Linked DNA regions of Zea mays: regions 2 and 3 are each linked to region 1. A link is a contact called in public Hi-C data. All regions are on one chromosome and are shown on one strand. Each heading gives the region's core, a stretch centred on a gene start, on an enhancer-like site or on the middle of the called end of the contact. The rest is flanking DNA. Distances are from core to core; before and after follow the strand shown. Region 1 holds the start of LOC100280416. Region 2 has its middle 27 kb from the start of LOC100279534. Region 3 holds the start of LOC100273965.

The links. Hi-C and Micro-C count contacts between places; a contact is called where the count stands out from the background.
Region 2: a contact with region 1 is called in a Hi-C map of tassel, with 2.5 times the contacts expected there. The contact joins the enhancer-like site here to the promoter of LOC100280416 in region 1. A contact is called at or near these places in 2 of 25 Hi-C or Micro-C datasets (leaf and tassel).
Region 3: a Hi-C map of endosperm shows a contact between it and region 1, with 4 times the contacts expected there. The contact joins the promoter of LOC100273965 here to the promoter of LOC100280416 in region 1. A contact is called at or near these places in 3 of 25 Hi-C or Micro-C datasets (bundle sheath, endosperm and tassel).

What each region holds. Positions count from the first base shown.
Region 1 is chr3:45,015,041-45,018,824 of Zm-B73-REFERENCE-NAM-5.0, reverse strand. It overlaps LOC100280416, which reads left to right and starts at 1,619. Exons shown (of 1, transcript NM_001153339.2): 1 at 1,619-2,755. The coding sequence starts at 1,739. The coding sequence ends at 2,488.
Region 2 is chr3:44,227,152-44,230,935 of Zm-B73-REFERENCE-NAM-5.0, reverse strand. No RefSeq gene overlaps it. Among protein-coding and RNA genes, the nearest start is that of LOC100279534, 27 kb to the left of the region's middle. Within about 2 kb of position 1,790, at least 14 of the 20 cell types and tissues checked have an H3K27ac peak or open chromatin away from gene starts, as enhancers often do. A contact at or near this core is called in leaf and tassel, where this site is marked.
Region 3 is chr3:45,560,177-45,563,960 of Zm-B73-REFERENCE-NAM-5.0, reverse strand. LOC100273965 reads left to right here and starts at 1,660. Exons shown (of 17, transcript NM_001148352.1): 1 at 1,660-1,954. The coding sequence starts at 1,768.

The DNA of each region.
Region 1 (3,784 bases), core at 370-2,869:
TACTCGAAATCGAATACGGATCAAATCTCAACCATTTTAAATAGATCAAACTCGAATATTGATAAATAATATCAACATTCAGCACCAAACAATAGTTTTAACAAAATTTAACAATTTCATCAATCCAGTAGCATCAATCAATATATCATAGATGTAAATTGGAGATAGTGTATTGAATTCGAATGGCCCACATGTCAGATAACAGATATAAAGATATGATATATATATGCAAAATAATATCTATAGATATTTTATTATATCCATACTTGTACATATGGATAATAAATGTCAATATATCCATATCTAATATATAATTACTCACTATTATTTATTCATATCCTTACCCTGGAGTAGAGTTCTGTCTTGAAGCCTTGAAGATCCACCGGCGCGGAATCTCATCGATTGGCTAGACGCCTACGTGTGGCGTGGCCCACCCGACTCTGACAACGCGGCTTTGCATGGACCTCCCGACGACCATTTCAAAAGGGTTCAGAATTTGGCTGCTCATGCGTTCACACAACTCGCTTTTGATCGCGACAGAAGCGCCTTTCTTTTGCGGTTTAGGCCGTACCAGTACAACCGCATAAAATTGACCTGGCTGTGGACTATGGTCACTGCTCCGTACAAGGAGACTCCCTGCACGGGGACCCGTGCTGAGCTTGGGCAACAAGAGTGGCAGGGGGTGGACCCAACAAGTGTGCCCGCCGATCGAGGCAGCGGTGGACCGACCGACCGTGGTCGTCGACGACGCTGGCTTTCCATGCAATGCAAGCGCCCTCAGTGACGCACGGGAAAAGGCGCATGCGGCGGCGGGGATCCTTTGCGGACAGGAGATGACGATGAGCGAGCGGTGGACCCAGCCAGACGGGTACCTAGGTGGGGCCCGCACCTCAGCGGCCGCCGGCCGCAGCCCACCGGCACGGCACGGCGTCCGCATGTGATGGGAATGGGATGGGCGGATGGCCAGCCGGCAGCCACCGCAAGCGCGGCAGCGACGCGGTTTCCGTAGGGCCCCACTCCACCGTCCGGTCCTCTCCTTTCGCTTTCCTCTTCCGCACCCATCGCTACGCACACCCTGAACCCCTACTACTACGTAGAGGCCTCATCAGCTGCTTATGTTTTCTTTTTCGTGTTTCTTGTTTTTGAAAAAAATCATGTGCACCTACTCCTATACTCTGCTCCACTCGTCCTCATAAAACATAAAGGAAAGAACTATTCCAACATTCAAATTTGTCTTGAGTTATAAGAGATAAAGTGTAATCCTTTTTAAAACCGAGTTTAAAAAATGATTAGATCGGCATACATATATAACCAAAGTATCAAGTATGGTTATATCACGAATGTCTTCCTATGATCAAGAGGTAGTTAAATACATCATTTGTTTCGCGCCCTAGAATTTCTAAAGACACCTTGTGTTCCACAAACAACAAGGAGGCAAGACATTAGGGCCAATTTTAGCTCACCTGCGTCTCTCAAATGCTGCTATGCTAATGTTTCGAAAGATTCTACTGAAAATGATGGTGTAGACAGCCCGTGTGCTCCCACCATTTCGGCCTCGCAACGCTGGCTGCTCACAGTATAAATTCCCGCTGGCCGCCGTCGCCTCCCGCTACCCGCCTCACCTTTCCTCGCCTACGCCTACCCCCACCACCTGTCACCCCAATCCAATTCCAAGCTGCGAGCTGTCGAGCTGCTGCACCTCCCCTCTCTCGCTAGTCGCTTCCATTCCCTTCGTCACATGGCGGCAAACCGCTGCACCGGCCTCGACCCAATCTGGACCCACGCCGGCGCCAGCCACTGCTACTTCTCGTCGCCCCCCGGCTGCCTCACCTCCGCGGCCGCCTTCGAGAACTCGGCGCTCACCTCGGCGCTCCGCGCCTCCATTGCGCCTGCCCACGCCAGCTCCGCCGCGGCCCGGCCCTTCTCCCCGTCCACCCCGTCCTCCTCGACCTCGTCCGCCTCCGAGCTCCTGTCCAGCGGCCACGACGCAGCTCCCGCGCCGGTGTCCAGCAGGCCGGGCCAGCCGCCCGCCGCCCGGGCCGTGGCGGGAGGACCTAGAGGGGGCCGCGTCGCCAAGCGCAAGCCGCGCCCGTCGCGGCGCCCGCAGACCACATACATCACCGCCGACCCCGCCAACTTCCAGCGCATGGTGCAGGAGATCACCGGCCTCCCCGCCCCTGGGCCCTCCTCCTCCTCCTCCCCCGCTGCCGCCGTCGCCGCGCCCAGCTGGACGCCCGCCGCGCCCGCGTGCGTGCTCCCGACACTGGACACGTCCGCTTTCTTCCTGCTCGACCGCGCCGCCGCTGCGCCAGCGCCGGTGGACAGGAGCCCGGGCGCGCGCGCGTGGACCGCGACGCACACGCACGCCGCCGTGGCAGCTGGGGCCGACGGCTCGGACTCGGCGGCGCTGCTAGAGCTGGAGGCACTGGTGCGCGCCATTGAGGGCGAGTGTGGCTTCCCGGCCCTGGAGAGCTCGGGGCTCATCTGATGAGTTGGGATTGGAGCTTTTGTCCGTCCGAATGTCCGATGGCACATGATCGGACGGCGGATGTCGGTTGAGCCGATGCCTTTGAGATGTATACTAGCAAGAAGTATTAGGCTGCTGCCTGCTTTTAGTTGAGTACATCTCTTCTCCATGAGGATTACATGCATGGTTCCTTCTATTCTAGTCAGTTAAGGAGATGACAGTGTTAATTACTTATTCCGTAATGAAATCTGATGGCTTTCTTAACGTGAAGGCCTTTGCGTGTTCCCTATTTACCTTTTGAGACTTTCAGTTTTTTCAGCAATCAGGAGTTCATGACTCAGGAGTAGAGATGGCAATGGGTACCCGAAACCCGAAACCCGGTGGGTTTTTACCCTATTAGGGGACGGATACGGGCTAATATCCAAACCCACGGGTTTCTTAATGGGTGATAAGCTAAACCCAGCGGGTACGCGGGTACGGGTATGGGATCCTAGTACCCATACCCGCAAACCCATGGGTTTCTAAAACCCGGCATAATATTATTAAACAAACAAAAAGTTCATTTTATGGCCTAGTAAACATGGTTGGCAGCCCAGCCCATTAGCTATCTATGAAATCTAGAGCCTCAGTGCAGGAACGATTGGCTAGCATCCGAATGAGCCCAGCCTAGTAAACATGGTTGGCAGCCCAGCCCATTAGCTTTCTTGTCGGGCACGGGTAGCCCGCGGGTACCCGGTACCCGGGTGGGCACGGGTACGGGCAAAAACTTGTACCCGGCTGCGGGCATGGGTTTCTTAGCGGGTATATTTTAATTTCACGGGTACGGGTTTGGGAACATAGTACCCAGCGGGTACGCGCCCGTTGCCCTCTCTACTCAGGAGGGGATCAGGGGAGTTGCACGTAACAGCCCCATGGTTCTGGTTTCGTTAAACGGCAGCCAAAAATGGCAGCCATCAGGCCATGCAAATATGCATGTAGTGCTGGGAATCTGGGCTGGGCTTTTCGGGCCAGCACGAGCATGGCCCGAAGGCGGGCCTGGGCCGGACCTCAAATTCCGACCCGTCGGGCCCCGGCATGTCCCGCATAAATGGACTGGGCTTGGGCCGACACGGCCCAATTAAGCCCAACCTGTTTAATTTCTTTAATTTAGTAAGATATCGACGTTATATTGTTGTTATATTTCGAGTTTATGTGGTTAAATGTTGCTAGAATTATTTAATATCTTTAATTTAGTAAGCTATGAACTTTATATGGTTGTAATATTTTAATTTTATGTGATCAAATATACGGGCCGGGCTTGGGCCGACACGGCCCAAC
Region 2 (3,784 bases), core at 541-3,040, 790 kb after region 1:
GGTGCCTGAACGAGCTCGGCTCGGCTCGGCTCGTCCATTCCACGAGCTGGCGAAGGAGGCTCGGCTCGGCTCGACCTTGGCTCGCGAGCCAGCTCGGCTCGGCTCGCGAGCCATATTTTGGTACTTTTCATTGCATTATTTGATGAATTAACATTATATAAATTTGAAATATAGAATCATCATTCTACATTATGAGTAAATTAAATTATAACTTGTAATATATTCATCATCAAAGACTAAAAAATGAGCTATTATCCATAAAATTATATAATATTCATTATTATTCCATAAATTGACCATTTTTTGCAAGGCTCGCGAACCGGCTCGCGAGCTGGAACGAGCCGGCTCGGCTCGGCTCGCTGCAAAAACGAGCTCGAAGAAGAGGCTCGGCTCGGCTCGTTCGAGGCTCTCGAGCCGCTCCGAGCTCGAGCCGGCTCGTGAGCCTCGAGCTAATTTTCCAGCCCTATGCTATACCCTCACATATTTTGCATATGTTAGTTTTAGTTAATCTATTATTTAAATTATTAAAATAGATAGAGGAGAGGAGAGAGAATAGAGAGAGAGGATGAAGGAACATGCTCTATATTTAAAGGACATTGTTTGGGGAGGGTAGGCCATGAAATCTCCTCTAGACTTAGAGAAGAGGAACCTTTATAGACTCTGGTTGGAGACAGTCTAATACACTGTTTGCTCACTCGCTAGACCACATGCCATGGCAGTGTGACCTCTGCTAGAGACAGATTAGGTTAGGGATGGCAATTTTATCCGCGGGTTCGGATATCCGTCGGATATCCGACCCGTCGGGTACGGGTTCGGGCACAAAATTTGACCCGTGGGTCTTACCCGTACCCGACCCGATTTTATTACGGGTCGGGTACGGATTTGATTTCTTACCCGCGGGTACCCGACGGATATCCGAAAATATTGATTTTAGATTTTCAACCTACCAGTACGCTAGCTAGCCGTCCACCCTCAACAACTCATCCTACTGCCATCCATCCCTATTTGCTGATGCTTCTGACCTAGTTCTAGTACTAGTGCAAATACGTTTGATAAAGTGCCAATATGTAGTACTAGTGCTATCTAGTACAAGTACTTGAGCTAAGAGAGTGTTAATACACCAGATGACTATGCTAGCTACTCTCCGATTTTGACGAGTTGGAAGTTTATTAACAAAAAAACATTAGCAACACATGTCCAGGGCTACATCTACACGACTGCACTGTGCAACAATATTATGTGCCTCCGGTGATCACGACGATGTGCGACACTCAGAACTGCACTAGACTTCTTTTAGGGAGAATGCACCAAGCTGCTATACCCGACGGATACCCGATATCCGCCCGATACCCGATGGGTACGGGCACGGGTACAAAATTTTACCCGTCGGTATAGTCATGGGCGGATATGGATAATCCCCGCGGGTATGGTCGCGGGCGGGTATTTACTCTACCCGATTCGAACCCGACCCATTGCCATCCCTAGATTAGGTGTCGGCGTCACCATGTACAAAATCCATTACAAGTGGTAGCATCTACAACCGTCCTTTTTTTTTAAAAAAAAAGGTAGTGTACAATCCGACATCCAGGGCAGACCAGCATCACACCATTATCGCGATAGGTCATCAGACAGTGTGTTCTGTCTTCCCTGTTCCTTGTTCTCTTCTTTTAACTCCAATCGACTAGATTGAATTAAAAAAGTTGGGATGGAAACATCATGGTGTAGGCATACATATTATCGTACTGGATGTCTAGACTTGCTAGCTTTGCAGCATGGGCGGTGGGCCGCATCAGTGCGTCACATGGGCCTCGCGGGTGTTTGTGTCCTGTGATGGCGTGAGCATGATCTCATTGTTGGAGATATGCTCAAGAGGTAATCATAAACACACATATGTGTCTAGCTCATTCCCTTTCCCTCATAAGTTTAGTATTCTTCTTTCAAATACATATGTATACATTACGCATATGTACCATGCTTGTTGGTCTCGCAGGGATGCTCATTGATGACAAGTGAAGGAGACGGAGAATTAGAGGTGGGCAACTTTGATGTATGGCAGTGCATGTAGAGATGTGGCATATCGTCGCTGGCCACAGAGATGGTGGGAGGCAAAACGTGCATTGCCACTTTGCAATTGCGATGACTTTTAGCCAAGTTGACGAGCCCACACACGCTGATGCCCGATGTGCCAGTGTTGATGCTCGCTAGCGTGTAGAGGTGGATGTACTCACTAGGGGTCAGCGTTATCTCGACCGCTACATTAATGTCCCAATTAAGTTTGAACCGGTATTGACGCAAGCATCAGTGTTGTTTTAACTAATGGGGCTCTAGAAGAGTATTAGTATCGGTTGGTGGCTCTAACTGACCTAATATCTCTTATATTTTAGTACGCGTTGGACCCACCAACCAATACTAATGTCCTTTTAAATACTGTTTGATCCACCAACTTATTCTAATCTCTTGAGCATAGATGAATACTAGTTGGTGACTTCAGCTGATACTAAAAAGTCTATTTTAGTATTAGTTGATGACACCAACCGGTACTAAAACTGAAAGAGCCTTTAGTATTGGTTGGTGCAAAAATGGTATTATAGAGTACTCATTAGTATCAGATAGTGACAAAAGGCGATCATTAGTACCGATTTTTGCCACCAACTAGTAAAAAAGGCACTTCCAGAGTTAAAGTAAAAGGAAAACATCTTATTCCTATTCTCTAATAGCTCTATAAAGTGATTAGGAGGGCACACGTGAAGCCCTAGGTCTTGTGTTCGAATCCTAACATTGCACATGCACATATTTCTCGCGAAAATCACGTGACTTGTGACTTACGACGTGTGTCTAACCATAGGCTTATGATTTATCGTTTTAATGTTTTTGAATGCTTTAGTACTTGTTGCAGCCACCAACCGATACTAAAGGATTTTTTAGTACAGGTCATACAACCAGGGCTAAAGAACGAGGTATTTGGTCTCCATTGTATATTACCAGTTAGGAATTTGGTACTATAGCCGTTTTTCAAATGATACTAAAGACCATTCATGTGGTAGTGATTGCACTTTTTATAAAAATATAAGCTCCAAGGTTCGATTGTCTTTACAACTCCATTATGTATCTGAATGAACTTATGAACATAATCTGTCAAAACCAAAGCCAAGTGCATCCAAACAAGAAAATATGGTTTGAATCACATTGTAACCAAGATTAGTTGGTTAGATTCCATGTGGTGGAACTTGGTCATCTTGGTTCAAGCCGTTGACTTGGTTGACTTGATACGTGTGTTCACATTTTTTGGATTTATATTAGGATTTAATAGTATCATTATTTTAGTGGTAGGTGACATTCCCATCGATAACAAGATGTTCGTGGCGATTTAATCAATCTTGAGATTTATCGATCCAACTCAATTCTTCAAAGGTGCTCATAGGGGTAGGTGAAAGTTTCCTAGAGGAGGGTGAACAATCAAAACCTAAAATTTATCACTAATTACAAAAACTAGAACCCCAATTATTCGTTAGAACGAGAATTAAAATGATCGAAGTGAGGGAGAGTTGTTCTTCTTGCTAGAGTTGCTCAAATGATCGCATAATTACTTTGGGAGAAACTCAAATGATATAGGACCAAGCTCAAGCAAGAGAACTAGAAGATAGGGCGAGAGAAAGAACCAAACCACAAATGGACACAAAGAACGTCGATGATTTGTTTCCTGATGTTCGGTTCCGAAGAACCTACTTCCCTTTGAGGAGTCCACTGAGGACAGGTCTCTTTCAACCCTTTCCTCTCTCAAACG
Region 3 (3,784 bases), core at 411-2,910, 550 kb before region 1:
TAGTCAATTTTTAATGGAGATGCTCTTATTCTATAATCATTTTTTCTTCGAAAAAAAATCTTCCCATGTCTACTGGAACTGGCATGTACTGCGACCTGCCAAAATCAAAGTTTATTTATATATGAACTTACTAATTATAGTGTCAACCAAACAAAACAATTAATGAGGTAGCATTATTGGAATTAAAAAGGGAAAATGAAGGAATGACGATTTCTTAGATAAAAAAAACGATGCCGACATAAGAGTAGTCAAGATATAAAGAGATATAATAGGTAGACCATGAAGATGGAAAGCATGTGATTGGACAAAAGAATATTATGAGAAAACCATCTATATATTACAAATATGTTTTTTTAACGTGTACTTCTCCTATATTATTCTGTGTGCCTGAATTGCAACGAACTCAAAACTATAGTTTTAGTGCACATGTCAATAAGAGCGCGTACCGTACCTCGAGAGAGGAAAGATAACGTGTAGTTTGTAACAAATTTGGCAAGTATAAAAGCTAGACTTTGCCGGTGCACGCATGCATGCATGTATGCCGCCACTGCCACTGCCACTGCGTGCACGCACTGTCCATCTTTTCTACAGCGCGCGGCTGGAAGAAGTTTCGCAGAACCTACATGCCTGATCTCCGACGACGACAGCGCGCAGGGTCACCTTTGTATTGTCGCGCACGGCAGCTGCATGCAGCCGTGGAGTGAGCGACAGACCAGCTAGCCGCCATATATCGCTAGCAATGCAGGGTCGTCGTCGCCTACTTAAGTTAATTAGCTGGATCGATGATGGCGACTATGGGGGGTTACGGTTTCCAATTCCACCCCGTAATCTCCATTGATTTTCCGGCCCGTTTCCGCAGAGCACTATACTGCCCGCGCGCGTGGATGGTCACCTCGGTTCTCCGCCCGCGTGCGTGCGTGCGTGCATATGATCCGTACGTCCATGGAGGAGACCAGCAGACACACGGCAAGGTCACTATAGCCCACCTACAACGAGTAAAACGACGCTAGTAGTAGTCATGATTCCTGAACCCTGACGACGACGAGTGGCGGCTGCAGTTCACCACTCAACAGGAAACAATGACGACAAGACGTGTCGCACGGGCCCCGGCGCCTGCCGCCGATGCCAAATGTTAGATGCCAAATGTTAGACTCTCTGCAGCGGTTCTCTCTAAATTTCTTTTTTTTATATTACTTTTTTATCATATCATCAATATTTTATCTCTTATTTTTTTATCTCTCGCAGTTGTTTCTCTAATATTCTCCCTCTATACTCCACTACAACCATAAAATATCATTATAACCCTATTTATCATCTATTACTTTTTTTTCACCTATTAAAAAAGTATCGTACGCATGAACCGTGAATAGAGGGGCGGCTGCTTCACGCTAGCGGTAGCGGTTCACCTTTCAAATCTACTGGCTAGGGGGTCCTGTGGGGAATGCTGTTGCAGCCTTGGGGAGCATCTGTAGCCGGCAAGGGGAGGAGGGAGCTGGCTGGCGGACGCGACTGCGGACAGCCTTACACTCCAGCCCAGCCCCTGCAGCAATATACCAGCACTGCACAATGCAGGCCTCCTCCTAGTCCCAGCTTTGACGCACTGTATTTAAGGCCTCCCACGTTAGACGTTATTCTTTATATATATACTTAGGGCAGGGGGTTTTGCATCTCTCTATTCATTCATCCGGCCACCACCGCTCTAACTACTCTTCAAGAGACGACGACCAACAGGCACGTCGATCGTCTTCCGGCGAGGGCGACGGAAGGATGTCCGGCGGCGAGAGTGGTCCGGCAGCGGCGGCGGCGGCCGTTCCGTTGCTGCAGGCGCCGGAGGGGAGGACGACGAAGTACTACGAGGGATGCCCCGGGTGCCGGCTGGACGAGGCCAACAAGACTAGGACCGGCGTCCCCTACCTCAATTTCTTCTACATCTGGGTCGTCTGCCTCGCCGCCGGTACGTATACCTCCGCTCCGCCGCGATGTACGCGCGCGTGCTGCACTGCCTGCCGCTACGGCCTACGGGCAGGGCTAATAAGGCGTTACGGTATTAGTGTGTGTATGGTTAAGCAGCCAACTAGAATAGATCGGCTATGGACACTACGAGCTACTTCACCCTCCTCCGTTAAAAACCAAACCAAAAGATAAAAATAGAGCCGCTCCATTACTCTAAACTCTTCAACCAAACACACTTGCGGCTTGCACCTCACATCTCGGCACAGTGGAACGTGTAACCCGCCTGCTGTCCAAGTCAACCACTTAATTTCCTGTAATTCATAGCGCCTAACAGAACGTAGCAGCAAGGGACAACCCACCCATACAGACAGCCTGAGGGGAGGATATGGCGTAAAAGTACGTACGTACATTATCTTGTTCTAGTCTACTGTACAGTATTATACTTCTTCTATTTGAAAATATAGTTCGTTCTAAGCCTTTTCTTGGTCCACATTCAATTAAATAATATATATATATATATATATATAGGCTAAAACAAATTTTATTTTAGAACAGAGAGTATTAATTACTCAAGATGGCTATCTCTATCTACCTACAGACGGTTTAAAAAATATATATATCTTTATAATCGAGATGACTTTAATTTGTAGAAAGGGATATTAACAATCACGAAATATTTGTTTGAGAAATCTCAAGAGAAACGACAAGGAATAACGTACCACATTCATTATATATATTGACCTTTAAGCCTTTTTTTTGCCAAAAATATGTTAAACAAATTTACTATCCGTACGCAGTAATATATATATATATATATATATATATATATATATATATATATATATATATATATATATATATATATATATATATATATATATATATATATATATATATATATATATATATATATATATATGTGTGTGTGTGTGTGTGTGTGTGTGTGTGTGTGTACGGCGACGCCTCCATGCCAAGTTTAGTCAGATTGACCCACTGAGCTTGCTGACACATCCATGAAGAATAGAAGAGGAGGCAGAAGGATCGATGTAATTTCTTACGTAAAACTAGCCCCCTCTCCCCTTCTTTAATTTCCTAGAAACCATACAATTCTATATGCAGCCTAAGTCAAAGTTAATTAAGCTTAGCGAAGTTTATTTTAAAAATATAGAAATTTATGATGGTAGCAGCAGCAATACTAGTACTAATAATAATAATAATAATAATAATAATAATAATAATAATAATAATAAGGGTGATATTCCTATCTTTAAGACATAGTTACACTTAAAAATCTTTTAACTTAGACCACTACTATAAAACCATAAAACATTATTGGTTTGAGAAACTCCACTACCGTTTTAGTTAGAGCAAATTTAGCAAGGCTCTATTTGATCTCGTAGTTAAATATAAGTATATAACTGCCTAGTCTAAAAACACAATTTTAGTCGGGTCTCTACTAATGGGCACCCAAACTCTTCATCTTTTATCTCATTTTTTATGGCTCTTGGCCAAGCTCTTAAATGAAAGTTTTCCTTACCTTTCTTGTCTAAGCAAACATGACTAGCGTTTGTGACCTCCGGTAGCTCTACTGTCTCCTTGGAGGCACAACTCCTCCACCATAGGGCATGACTCTGTGCTCGGCTTGAGGGTGCGACTCCCTCTATTTAATGGCATTGTTCCCTCTCCGTGGGACACGATTCACTCTCCTTCCTCGAGCAATGATGTTTCCTCCATCGAGGACGTCAATTTGTCCCCTCGAGCCTAGGTTTTATTATTTGGACCCAATCCAGTCCAACCCAAAATTATTTCGTGCCGTGTTGGTTCGAAAAAA